Linked DNA regions of Mus musculus: regions 2 and 3 are each linked to region 1. A link is a contact called in public HiCAR-type and HiChIP or PLAC-seq data. All regions are on one chromosome and are shown on one strand. Each heading gives the region's core, a stretch centred on a gene start, on an enhancer-like site or on the middle of the called end of the contact. The rest is flanking DNA. Distances are from core to core; before and after follow the strand shown. Region 1 holds the start of Ankmy2 (ankyrin repeat and MYND domain containing 2). Region 2 holds the start of Meox2 (mesenchyme homeobox 2). Region 3 has its middle 100 kb from the start of Mir680-3.

What was found. HiCAR-type assays count read pairs that join an accessible place to other places. HiChIP or PLAC-seq counts read pairs in DNA pulled down with a chosen protein or histone mark.
Region 2: a HiCAR-type map of astrocytes shows a contact between it and region 1, with 2.4 times the contacts expected there. The contact joins the promoter of Meox2 here to the promoter of Ankmy2 in region 1. A contact is called at or near these places in 1 of 39 promoter capture datasets (second pharyngeal arch cranial neural crest) and 2 of 115 datasets of contacts at active chromatin or transcription factors (astrocytes and large pre-B cells).
Region 3: an H3K4me3 HiChIP or PLAC-seq map of bone marrow-derived macrophages shows a contact between it and region 1, with 8 times the contacts expected there. The contact joins the enhancer-like site here to the promoter of Ankmy2 in region 1. A contact is called at or near these places in 2 of 39 promoter capture datasets (liver and pre-B cells), 4 of 115 datasets of contacts at active chromatin or transcription factors (astrocytes, bone marrow-derived macrophages and forebrain) and 1 of 9 other capture datasets (adipose tissue).

Annotation. Positions count from the first base shown.
Region 1 is chr12:36,154,928-36,158,890 of GRCm38.p6, reverse strand. It overlaps Ankmy2 (ankyrin repeat and MYND domain containing 2), which reads right to left and starts at 1,767. Exons shown (of 10, transcript NM_146033.3): 1 at 1,468-1,767. The coding sequence starts at 1,534. It overlaps Bzw2 (basic leucine zipper and W2 domains 2), which reads left to right and starts at 2,066. Exons shown (of 12, transcript NM_025840.3): 1 at 2,066-2,223.
Region 2 is chr12:37,106,234-37,110,196 of GRCm38.p6, reverse strand. Meox2 (mesenchyme homeobox 2) reads right to left here and starts at 1,657. Exons shown (of 3, transcript NM_008584.4): 1 at 853-1,657. The coding sequence starts at 1,366. Gm29007 (predicted gene 29007) reads left to right here and starts at 3,445. Exons shown (of 2, transcript NR_166884.1): 1 at 3,445-3,484.
Region 3 is chr12:35,292,729-35,296,691 of GRCm38.p6, reverse strand. No RefSeq gene overlaps it. Among named protein-coding and RNA genes, the nearest start is that of Mir680-3, 100 kb to the right of the region's middle. Within about 2 kb of position 1,946, at least 87 of the 459 cell types and tissues checked have an H3K27ac peak or open chromatin away from gene starts, as enhancers often do. A contact at or near this core is called in adipose tissue, astrocytes, bone marrow-derived macrophages and 1 more, where this site is marked.

The DNA of each region.
Region 1 (3,963 bases), core at 518-3,017:
TACAACCTTAGAATAAATCCATCCAAGAATTCATACTTCTCCTTTCACACACATATTTTCTCCAGCTGCCAATGGGTTTTCACTTTCAAGTGAACATGTGATAGCATTGGCTTGTTTAAAACCAGAATTCCTATCCCTGGTGGATTATGGGTTGAAAGCTGTCCTCTCTTAATTTTGATTGGTACAACAGGCACACAGCCGGGGCTCCAGTTCACTAACCTAAATCCCAGACCCACTAAAGGGAGCAAGAAACTAACCTAGAGACGGCATGAAAGCCAGAACTCATTGACAGCCATGCAGTTCATAGAATAAAAATCCAACCCAGAGCTCTGAGATTTCCAGCAAATATTGATTACCGTGAGAATCATGACTGATTTAGAAGTGAGATCAGTTCCTAGTCGCCTGCTGAGTTCAAACCATTGTTTTCTCTTCTCATACTCTTTAGACACGTGGACAGTCCTTGTTAGGAAGAATACATTTGTCTTCCTATCTGTGATTCTAGATGAGTTTGGCTAAGTAGAAAACTGTAAACCCAGGAGCTCTGTATTACAATGTCTGGCTTCTCTGTCATTCGAGGGCACATGTTTAATTTTTTCACTTAAAGCATCCACATTAATCATGCCCACAGGCACCGCATCCTCTTCTCAGCAAAGTGACAGTGCACGTGGTCACGCTGATGTTACCTGCCAGGTAACGGGGATGCGGCCAGGAACTCATTTGGGACATGCACTCAGGGACTGGTGGGGAAACATGGCTTCTAGTTGGCTTCCTTCCTGCAAGCTGCACAGAGGAGGCGTGGCTCGAATCCACAAAGTGGACTGGGAAGCACCAAGGAGCTCAACAAGATCACTTGAGGTCTAACATCGGACCAAGGTCAGTCGTGTCTGTGGGTGCCTGCGCCGACCTGGGCTACAGGAAGCCAGCCACAGAAGGCCTTGATGCAGAAAGCTCAGGGCGGAACATGCAGAGCGAGTTCTGTGCCCTTATAAAGAACCCCTGTTGCTGAAAGCTCCCTCCACCCGCAGCAGGGGCGGGGATCTGCAAGGGATCCAGATCCTTAAGCCTCCGGAAGTCGAAAGGGCCCTTTATACACCCGACTTGGAGCCTAGAACTACCAGGCCACTGCGGTCTTGACTGATTACGGTCAAAACATCCAATGAGCTGGCAAGCATGCATACGCAAAGACAGGCGCCCAGGGCCACGCGTGACTGTCTAAGATGTGTAGTGACAGTCGGTCGATTTCCAAAAAGCTGATTTAGAGGTCTAAGCTCGGCAACCTAGATCTGATGGCCTCAATTTTTCTGCCTCCCATCTCCCCGCCCCTGCAATCGGTCCCCAGACAGAGACAGAAAGGCTTTTTCCGGATTGCAAGTTGCCCAAGGTCCTCCGGGCCTAGGGCGCGCTCCAGGCTCCTCAATGCCCTGAGACCAGGTGTGCAGCACCCGGATACCAACCCTGCACCCGTACCTTTCCCGATCACTTCCAGCAGTTCCTTTTCCTCCTGGGTCAGCTCGCCTTTCTTTATGTGACCCATCGTTCCCGCCAGCTTGACGCTTATTCTATTTCTTTGGAAAGGTTTTTTAAAAAAACAAGAGACGTGTATGCGTCGTGGAAGACCGCCACAGCAAGGCAACTCGAGGCCGGAGCAGCAGCCCAGTGAAGTGGCAGAGTCGCTAGGGTCTCACGGCTGGGGGCTGGCGGGTGCGGCGAGCTTGAGCGAGCCGGGCTGGCGCTCTCCACAAGTCCCGCCCCCGCGCCTCAATGGCCAGGTCGGGAGGAGGAGCTGCAAGAGGCAGCAAGCGACTCCAATTGGAGCAACCTACGAGGTCCAAACCAAAAGGAGACATTTGGAAGGGGATTCAATACATCTTCTAGGTTTCCTATTCCCATGATAACCTATTAAGAAGTACAGGGACACAGGGTTCCTTGGATTCTAAGGATAGAAGTTCTCTGCCTGGTAGTGACTTCTGTGGGCACGTGCGGAGGCATTGGGATGCAGCTAGACGGGCTGCACTGCCCCTAAGAGTGGCGCGGTTCGGGCAAGGGGCGGGGATAGGGCGGGGCCGGGGCAGGAGGCGGAGCTACACCGGGTTCTGTGTGTCTGTGTCAATGTGTCTGTCCTTCACTCCTCCATTGTCTGCCTCAGCCACTGCCGCCGCCACTGCTGCTGCAGGATCCGCCGCAGCCACCAGTCTCGCGCGTCGTCGCTCCCTCCTTGGACAGGTAAGAGGTGATCAGGTGGGGCGGCGGGAGCCTGAGAGTTGAGCGAGCAGTGACCGCCTCCGAGCCAAGGGGTCCCAGCGGGCTGGAGCTGGCGTGGAGGAAGCATGTGCCACCTGGGGCGGTTGCCTTCCTCTTCATAGAGGAGCCCCCGCGCCGCGCCATCATCCATGCACGTACTGTGTATTAGTGCCTCTCGAGCGAGACCTAGACCTCGCTACGTTTGTCCGCCCCAAGAGCTCCGGGGACCGCGGGCCGGCCGTAAGCTGGCCACGCGGTGAAAGTGGCGGGTGCACATGGTCTCGTGCGTGGCGATCCCCGGGGAGGCCCACTGCCGGGAGGTGAGGGGAACACCCCATGACCAGCGACACTGGGAGAGGCTCGGAGAAGGTAAATTTCTTTTTGCAAACCTAGCCCTCCCCAGTACTTGTCTGTCATTTCTTGCCCTCTGTGGAAGCCATGGAACCTGGACCTGTGGTGTTCGCTAAGGATATTTAGAAGCGACTTACAACTGCTCTGATACTTTGTTGGGGTGTGGGGGTCTTTTTTGCTCTGAGAGAGCTGCCTGTCTTTATAACTCAGGTTTGGGGATTTATGGAACTAGGGAGGGTAGGCTGGAGAGGGCGGGGATTAAATTGGTGTTGCTGTCTATATATAGCCTTAGATTAGTTTCTTAATCCAGCCTTCATTCAACTGTGGTGTGGCTCCTGGAGCGTCCACCGTAGGTAGATAAGAGGTGAATATCGTGTGTACCTTTCTGTGCCTCCGATGCAAGGTACGCTTAAGAAAATATTCAATCATTCCTCCAAGATGCTTATCTGTAGCGTTCTACAGCGTCAATCACTGCTTCTTCGGAAATGACTGTTTAGTTTTGCTGTTGTTTCTCAACAGACTGGTATTGATGTTTCCGTTAAAACACAATTGTGCTAGGGAGAAATACTTGAATAATCATGTAGGTGGTTTTTATTAAGTAGCCCCAGGATCGCTCTTTCATTCCACGGTGCCAAGAATGATGTGAAATGCCTTTTCCTGTGGCCCCTCTACCTCGTTTTGCTCAAAGCGCGTACTAGCACTTCAGAGACCCACAGATGACGTTCCCTATCTCTTATCTTTAACCAAAATCTTTTCTAAACTCCCGCTGCCCATCCCCCAACAGCCACCGACAGACATGAGCTTCAGCTTGGGGAGGGAGGAGCAGATAGATTCTCCCATGAAAATGGTTGGTAATTATTCATCTCAATATATAACAAAGAAACTTTTGTTTGATGATGCTTTAAAAATGATGTAGCTGTTCAAACAAGCAGTAGGGCTTGTGAGAGTGACCAGTGTTGTGTAACACATAATGCTACCGCCACAGCAATTAATGTGCCAGAGGTAGTAGCCACAGACCTAAGAAAATGCCTGAGAGTAACCTCGCCATGTGACTACACATCATTTCATCAGATGCAGAGACAGAATTGGGTACTTAACTGCCAGGGTTTCCATCTCTGGTGCCAAATCTGGGCCATGGTTACTTGAAGGTCACACCTGTTTGTCTCCCTGGGGTTGTCAGTTCCTCGACCGATGGAAACATTAGGTTGTGTTTTAAGCACCTGGTGGGTATTTCGTCTTCTGAATGCATGGCTTTCATTTAGAGTTGATGATATTTACGGACAAAGGAAAACACCCACCCAGAAGTGCAGATAAATCCTATGTTCAGTTTGAATTTTGGAACCAGATACCTAATGGAGAGTGTTCAGAAGG
Region 2 (3,963 bases), core at 408-2,907, 950 kb before region 1:
CCCAAACCAGGTTAGCACCATATGAGTGTAATTACTATAAGAATACTCTTTATTCAAAGTTTTCAGAGGTATTCCTTAAACACTTCTAGATTACTAGATAATTACTTTTTCGCCAAATAAATAGAATGTTTGGGGAGGGGTTGTTTGTTTTTTAAATATCATTTTAAGAAAGGTGCTATTTAAGGAACTCTGAAAGCAAAAATATTAAAAAAAAAGTTTTAGGTTTCTGTTCTTTTTCTTTCTTTAATTTTTCCTTATCTTTTTCTTTCCTTTTCCGTTTTCTTCCTTTTTTCTTTTCCTCCTCTTCTTTTCTTTTCTTTTCTTTTCTTTTCTTTCCTTTTCTTTTTCTCGTATTTGGTCAAATCCAGTTAAAGTTCAAGGCATTGCGCAATAATTTGGAAACCCAGTTAAGGATAGGAAAAGTCGAGTTGTTCAGAGTTGGGAATTGGAAGGGAAAAGTCAAGGAAACCCGCATGCACGCACACACGCACGCAGGCATGCATGCCCAGCGGATGCAGCATCCCAATGGGCACACCCCTCCCAACCCGTGGAGGGACCCGCCACGCTCCCTTAACCGATTTTGCATAGTGTCACTTGCTCTTTCTTCACCACTTCTGGAAAACTGATTTGCGATCTTGGAGGGCTTTGAACGGCTGGATGTAGATATATTAACTTCAGTGAAACACGTGCTCCTGAATTACAGGACGGACGCTCCATGGATGAACTCGCCCACCAGAGCGAGGAAAGGCTAGCAGCTTCACAGTTTGTCTTTCTATGAGAAACATCCCACACCTCCCCGCATCTTCCTAGCCCAGAGCGCACTCTCCCCAGGGTTGCTTTGCCCGCACTCACCTGAGCTGTCGCTTTTCCTTTTGCTGCCACTTCTCTTCTCTACGTCTGCGGGTGACAGCGCTTGACGGCCATAATCCCCTGGTGCGCACGCGGCCCCGGTAGGGGTGCTGGAGCCCAGGCTAGATGAGTTGGAACACAGGACCGGAGGGCTGCTTCCCAGCTCCGGGGGCCCTCCCGAATCAGGCTGCAGGCACAGGCTGTGCCGGGCCGCGCTTGGTGGAGAGGACATCTGCGGGAGGTGCCAGTTGCTTTGCAGAGCCTGGTGCTGCTGCTGCTGGTGGTGGTGATGGTGATGGTGGTGGTGGTGGTGGTGCCCCCTGTGATGCTGGCTGGCAAACATGCCCTCCTCGTTGGGGTATCCCGCGATTATGCAAGACGAGGAAGATGTGGAGAGTTCGGGGTAGGACATGTGGTCAGATCTTCCATGGAGGGCCAGAGAAGACTGGGAGAAGGGGTGCAAGCCTTGCGCTGTGGCGTGGGGGCTGCGCAGGCAGCCAAAGAGGGGGTGTTCCATGGCATGCAAGTTTCGGCTTCCAAGCAGAAGACTTCACGGACGGTCCGAATGTCCACCAAGCGCTGTCACTTTTCACTGGAAATCCTAAGACTTTCCCCCACTCACTCCAAAAGTAAAAGCCGCGCGCGTTTGCATTTGAGCAGAGCCGGCTAATCCCAGTCCTGAGCCTTAGCGGCCAGTCTCCTGCACGTATAAACACTAGGACCTGGAGGAGCTTCCTTCGCAGCTGCTCAGATGTCAAGTGTGGGAGAGGTGGAAGCCAAAAGAAGGTGGTCCCAGAGAACTGCTTTCAGGGGGAAATGGCTCTGAGAGGTTATAAATAGAGTGTAATGTGAGCTGGGGGCTGGCTTAGGAGCCCAGCGCTGACCACATGCAAACTCCCTCCAAAACTCCCGCTCAGTCAGCGCCACCGTGCTCTCTCATTTCCAGTTCCCATTGCTGGCAGGACAGGAGCCGCTGCCCAACGCCCGCCCGTCGGGCCCTGGGAGCTTCCACCACAGCTAGTGGTGCTCCCAGAGCCTCAGTCGCTCCGGGCCACCGCAATCTGTCCCATAGGTTCCCATGGCCAGACGCAGAGGCACTCAGCTTCCCTAAGCCAGCACACAGTGTCTCTGAGTAGCTCACTGCTCTTGGAACCTAGATCTCTCAGCCTTGGTGGGGGTTGGGGTCACCTGCAGGAGCTCCCTGACTACTCCCTGACTTTGCAGACCACAGAGAACTTTCAAGAGAACTTTCAAGAGAAGAAGAGCCTAGTCTGTCGAGCTTTTCAAACTCAGAGGCCACTCACGGTTCCAGCGTAAACACATTAGGTTTATTCTCTTTTAGGTATCTGAGAATAGATTGTTAGAAAACCTAGAGCCAGGGCGGAGGTTGTAGAGCTGTGCACCAAGGCTAGCACAGTGCTACTCTGAGTGCAGAAAGGACAGATATACAATGGGGTGTGCGCGACACAGAGGTGGATGTAGGCTCTGGCGCCTTGGCGACACACAAGTGTTGCTCCAAGTGGTGTCCCCCTTCCTTCTTTTTCTGACCCTCTTCCCACCCCTACTTCTCTTTACCAGTCCAGTTCGCGAAATTTTCTCACCATTTGCTCACCGAGGAAATTGGGAGGGGGGGGGTCAAGAATAACCCGAAAAAATGTCAAATGAGCAAGTCTAACTTGCTCCCAGCTTCACCCTTCCTAGCTAGCTTAACCCTGCAGGAGCCAATTCACAGCCCGCTCCCATCCTTTGAGAAATGAAATCTCTCTTTAGCTCACAGAGCTAATGCTCCTTGCATACATTCCATTCCTCACCACCTTTCTGTTTTAAGCAGATAGCAAACTTAACATTCCCTCAGCGTGGACCCTGCTATCATGGTTCATTTCCCCCAGGTTTACAGCCTGTGCTCCTGGAAATGAACTAACTGCACACCTTGCCACCAGTGAATTTGTGAGAGCAGGGGCTGGGGTTGACACAGCAATTAGCTTGGGCGGCCACAGAATCTACTGGAAGTCCTGTCCTTAACCCACAACAAGCTTGGGAGAGTGGGCTGCAGGAAAGCCTGTTCCTATCTAGGAAGTGTCTGCCAAGGGGATGTCTGCAGTAGCCTAGGGTGTTCAGGACTTGGAGTGTGCCACTATGGTTAACTGCCATATGTTTATTGTCTGGGTGACCAGAAGATGATGGCCAAGTCTTTGAAATTGCTAATGGGATTAATGAGTACAGCAACCTGAACTAGACATCTGGTTTAAATTAGGAAAAGGTATTGATGAATTTTGGAGGAATGTCCCCAAGGCAGAACCCTTCTCTCTGCCGCTCCTTCTGCCATCTTCAGTCTGTTACCCTTTATTTTAAGAGGTTCTCCAGAAAAGGAACTTCCAAACAAACTTTAACATCCGTGTGAAAAGTCGAATTGTTTTGCACAACTTAGAGATGGGGTGGAGTGGGGGTTGATCAGGAATTCCAAGATTTGTAAGCACTGCTTTCTTTAACGGAAATTGAGCCCTATTTTGAGGGAAATTAGTTTTGCAGACTTCGTTAGGGGAAAAAAAAAAAAAAAGAACCTAAAACTTTTGTTCACCAGCCGCTCAACGTTTCAGTCTGAGGCTGAGCTGGAACCTGCAGCAAGGCTTTGACGGTAAGGTTCTTTGCTTGTAATTTGGGAATCTTATCCTGAAAAGGGGCGCTGATCATTCTTGGGGTACGTGACTGCTAGGAGCTTTAGGTACAGGCAGGATGGCTTCCCGGACTTAAAGCTTAAGACTACTTCTTCTGCCACTACCCACAACCTTGGCTTTTTAAGAATTACAAAAGAGAGTGGGAAACATATCCCTCATATAAGATCGGAATATATTTTGATTTTTCTGCTTTTTATGGTTTCAATATGCGCTCTGATATTAAACATAGAAGTATAAAGTGCAATGATAAATTCCCTGCCTGTGCTCCCTTAGCATCTCAATGGACCCTGGGTTCTGAAAGCATTCATATTTTATTCAAACTGAAATTTGATCAATTCCTCTAATAAACATAATAAAATATTTGCATAGTGTAAGATCCCTCGACTGAAAGCATGGTAGGGAGTGTCAGATAGGACTGACAAAAACATACTTCATCTGT
Region 3 (3,963 bases), core at 697-3,196, 860 kb after region 1:
GTACTATGCCATTTTTATTATGTTAATCCTACCAATCCATGAGCACGGGAAATTTTTTTCATCTTCTGAGATATTCTTCAATTTCTTTCTTCAGGGGCTTAAAGTTCTTGTCATACAGATCTTCCACTTCCTTGGTTAGATTTACATCAAGATATTTTATATTATTTGTGATTATTTGAAGGGTGTTTTTCCCTTATTTCTTTCTCAGAGCATTTATCCTTTTTATAAAGGAAGACTACTGATTTGTTTTGACTTAATTTTATATCCAGCCACCTTGCTGTAGTTGTTTATCCACTGTAGAAATTCTCTGGCAAAATGTTTGAGGTGTCTTATGTATACGATCATAATATCAGCAAATAGTGATACCTTGACTTCTTTTCCAATTTGTATTCCCTTGATCTCCTTTTGTTGTCTTATCGTCCTAGCTAGAACTTCAAGTACTATAGATTGGAGCCTTGTCTTGTCCCTGATTTTTGTGGGATTGTTTCAAGATTCTCTCCATTTAATTTGATATTGGCTATTGGTTTGCTGTACATTGCTTTTATCATGTTTAGTATGGGCCTTAAATTCCTGATCTCTCCAATACTCTCAACATGAAGGGATATTGTATTTTGCCAAATGCTTTTTCAGCAAATATTGTGATGATCATGTGATTTTTTCTTTAAAAAAATATATATATAGGATTACATTGATGGATTTCTGTATATTGAACTAGCCTGTATCCCTCGGATGAAGCCTCCTTGATCATGGTAAGTGATCATTTTGATGTGTTCTGTGATTCAGTTTGTGAGAAATCTTTTGAGTATTATTTCATTGATGTTCATAACTGAAATTGTTCTGAAGTTCTCTTTCTTTGTTGGGTTTAGATATCAGAATAACAGTGGCTTCATAAAAATAATTAGTTAGTGTTCCTTCTGTTTCTATTTTGTGGAATAGTTTGAGGTGTATTGGTATTAGGTCTTCTTTGAAGGTCTGATAGACTTCTACACTAAAACCCTAAAATCATCTGGCCCTGGGTTTTTTGTTGTTTTGTTTTGTTTTGTTGTTTTTTTCAGCCTTTTAATGACTGCTTCTATTTTCTTAGAGGTTATAGGACTGTTTAGATAGTTATAAACATAAAAGAATAAAACTAAAGCTAAGAAGGATCAGTAAGAGTAATGGTTTATTTCATTATTATGTTAGCTGGCCATATGATAAAGCATTTAATATAGTGATGAACACAAAGGATGTCCCCCCACCATGTGCCAGGAGAGACAAAATCAAGCAATAAGCATTTCTGTATTACTTTCAACCTTCTAATTTTTCTTTTTTTTTCTTTTTGATTTTTTGATTTTGTTTTATTTTGGTTTGGTTTGGTATTTTTGGTTTTTTGAGACAGGGTTTCTTTGTCCTGGAACTCATTCTGTAGACCAGGCTGGCCTCAAACTCAGAAATCCTCCTGCCTCTGCCTCCCAAGTGCCGGGATTAAAGGCATGTGCCACCACTGCCCAGCCTAATTTTTCTTTATATTACTGGACAATGAGACTTTTTTTTTCTAACTAGGGACACTGCATGATACTTTCATGTTGTAGGGAGAGGGAAAGTCAGGCTAACTTGGGTATGCTATGTTCCCTTAGAGCAAATTAGAGCAAGGTCATGAGAGATAAACAGAGCCAAGCCTGGGAGCAGTTGTGCTTCACTGGGTTTTCTGTTCCTTAATTGGTTTGGAGTGCTGTGGTTCCTTTAAAATATGGGGGAGGTTATTCTACTGAGTGGTGAGTAACTCTGGCCATAGCTACAGGAACAAACAAAACAACAAAAAGCTTAGGGGAAAAAAAAACCCACAAGCACTCAGACTGAAAAAGTAACCAAGCCAAAAATGCCATTTGACTATTGCAAAATGATCGGGCACACACTGAAAGCCAAACATGCTTACAAGTTCAGCAAGCCCCAAATATGCCATGTCATTAGTGTCTTTCCTTCCAAGTATTCTGTCCACATACTCTGAGCTGTTTACCACAAAGAAAAGATGCATCACCTTGTTAAATCATTTCTAAAGCAGGAGGGGAGAAGGAAAAGAAAAAAAAGAAGGGGATAAGTGGGGTGAGGGGAGGGGCTGTGAGAGAGGACCAGGAAGAGGGCAGTGGTCTATGATTAGAGTATTAAAATGAATAAATTAATTAGTTAATGAAAAGGGAAAAGGTGGGAAAGGGAAGGAGTAAGGAAGGAAAAATTAGGAAAAAGGAAACAGGGGGTAGGGAAGGAGAAAGGGAACAAAGAGAATTACTGGAAAAAAATACAATAAAAAGTTTTCAAGTGACTTAATGTGAAATTTTCAAAAAACCTCCATGCTCCACCAGATAAATATTTCTGCATATTCTCAGAAATGGGTCACACTTCCCACATACTTAAAAACATCCTTTACAGTTAATCTATCAATAGCAACCCTACCAGACATTTTATCTTAAAATTTGTCTTGGGCCTGAAGACAGCGTGGTAGTAAAAACCTTGTACAGATCTCCATCAGCCAGGTGAAACAGCTTGGTGTGCTGAGACACTTGCCACCCTAGCCTAGGGAGGGGAAGCTGGAAAAGTCTCAAGATTCGCTGGCCAGCCAGACTAGCCAGTCTGTGAAGAGACCCTGCCTCAGACAATAAGGTAGAGAACAACTGAGCTTGACATTTTGATGCCAACCTCTGTCATCCACACATACACATGTAGGCACATACGTAGCATAGACATGTGTACAAACACACACATGTACACACACATACATATACAATTCTTTGTCCTTTCATTTTTATATGGCTTGTTCGGAAGGAACCAAGAAAGGAAACATAACAAAGCTATGTGAACACAAAGACTGTTTGTTGGACATTCTCCAAACCCAGCTGTAAACATCCACTCTTTGTTCGAATCCTTACAGCCACCTACCCAGTCACATGACAGCAGCATGACCAGCTTTGTCCACCAGAGCTCTTTGCATGGAAATGTACTAAATGTACTAAATGGACATACCAGCCACACTTCTTTCAATGACAAGAAACTGATCAAGTAGAAAATGTGGGAAAGTGGACATTCAGGCTAACTGTCTCCCTGTCTTTAATTGAAGCATTGTCTACTTCTCTGAATTAAACTGTCAGTTTAATTCAAGCTAGCTGAGCTGTTTATCATCCAGGAAAAAATCTAGTAGATGCTGAAGATATGCCAGATTACATTTCTACAGATCTTCTTTGTATGTTTAATCTTTTTTTTCTCCCTCCCTACTTCATGATACACACAGCTCTATGAATTGTGACTCTTATCAAGATGAGGTTTGGACTATCTTCTATCTTGCCTTTCATGTTGGTTACTTTTCGATATGGAATCTTTTCAATGTCAAATGTTGCTAGGTAACTATTTTCCTTGTTTTAATTCAGTTTTGGTAAAAACAAAAGTATATCTAAGTGGTTTAGTCTCAACTAGTATTGCTCTTCTTCCAAAATATGTATGTCCTACTTTTGTGTCAAGAGATACACGATGTGGCTTTCCAGACCTGCACAGAGCTACAGATGGTAGCAGAATTAGTTGTTTATAAATTTTACTGTTCATTGCCACAAACACATGGAACATAGATAATAAGTAATGAAATACTGTTTATAAAATAACTGAATGATTCAGAGAAGGAGATAGAAGGAGATAGATGATTCACATAGAAACAGAAAAAAAGAGGTTTCTCTGTAGAATTCCTTATATCTCTAATTAATATGGAGAAGTACGTGCCTTTAATCTCCAGGGAAATCCTGATGCTGTGAGCCAAACACAGTAGTAGGTTTCTGAAATTAACTGTTGTGATTGATGATCTGGGTATGACAGTGTGGACCGCTTTAAATTTCAGCTTACCAACAGAATAATCAAACTAGAAGTTAAGTTGAATGCTGACTTTATAAGGTCTTTTATGTTTAATTTAATTTGAAATGTTCTTTAGTTTGAAGATTTTTGTTA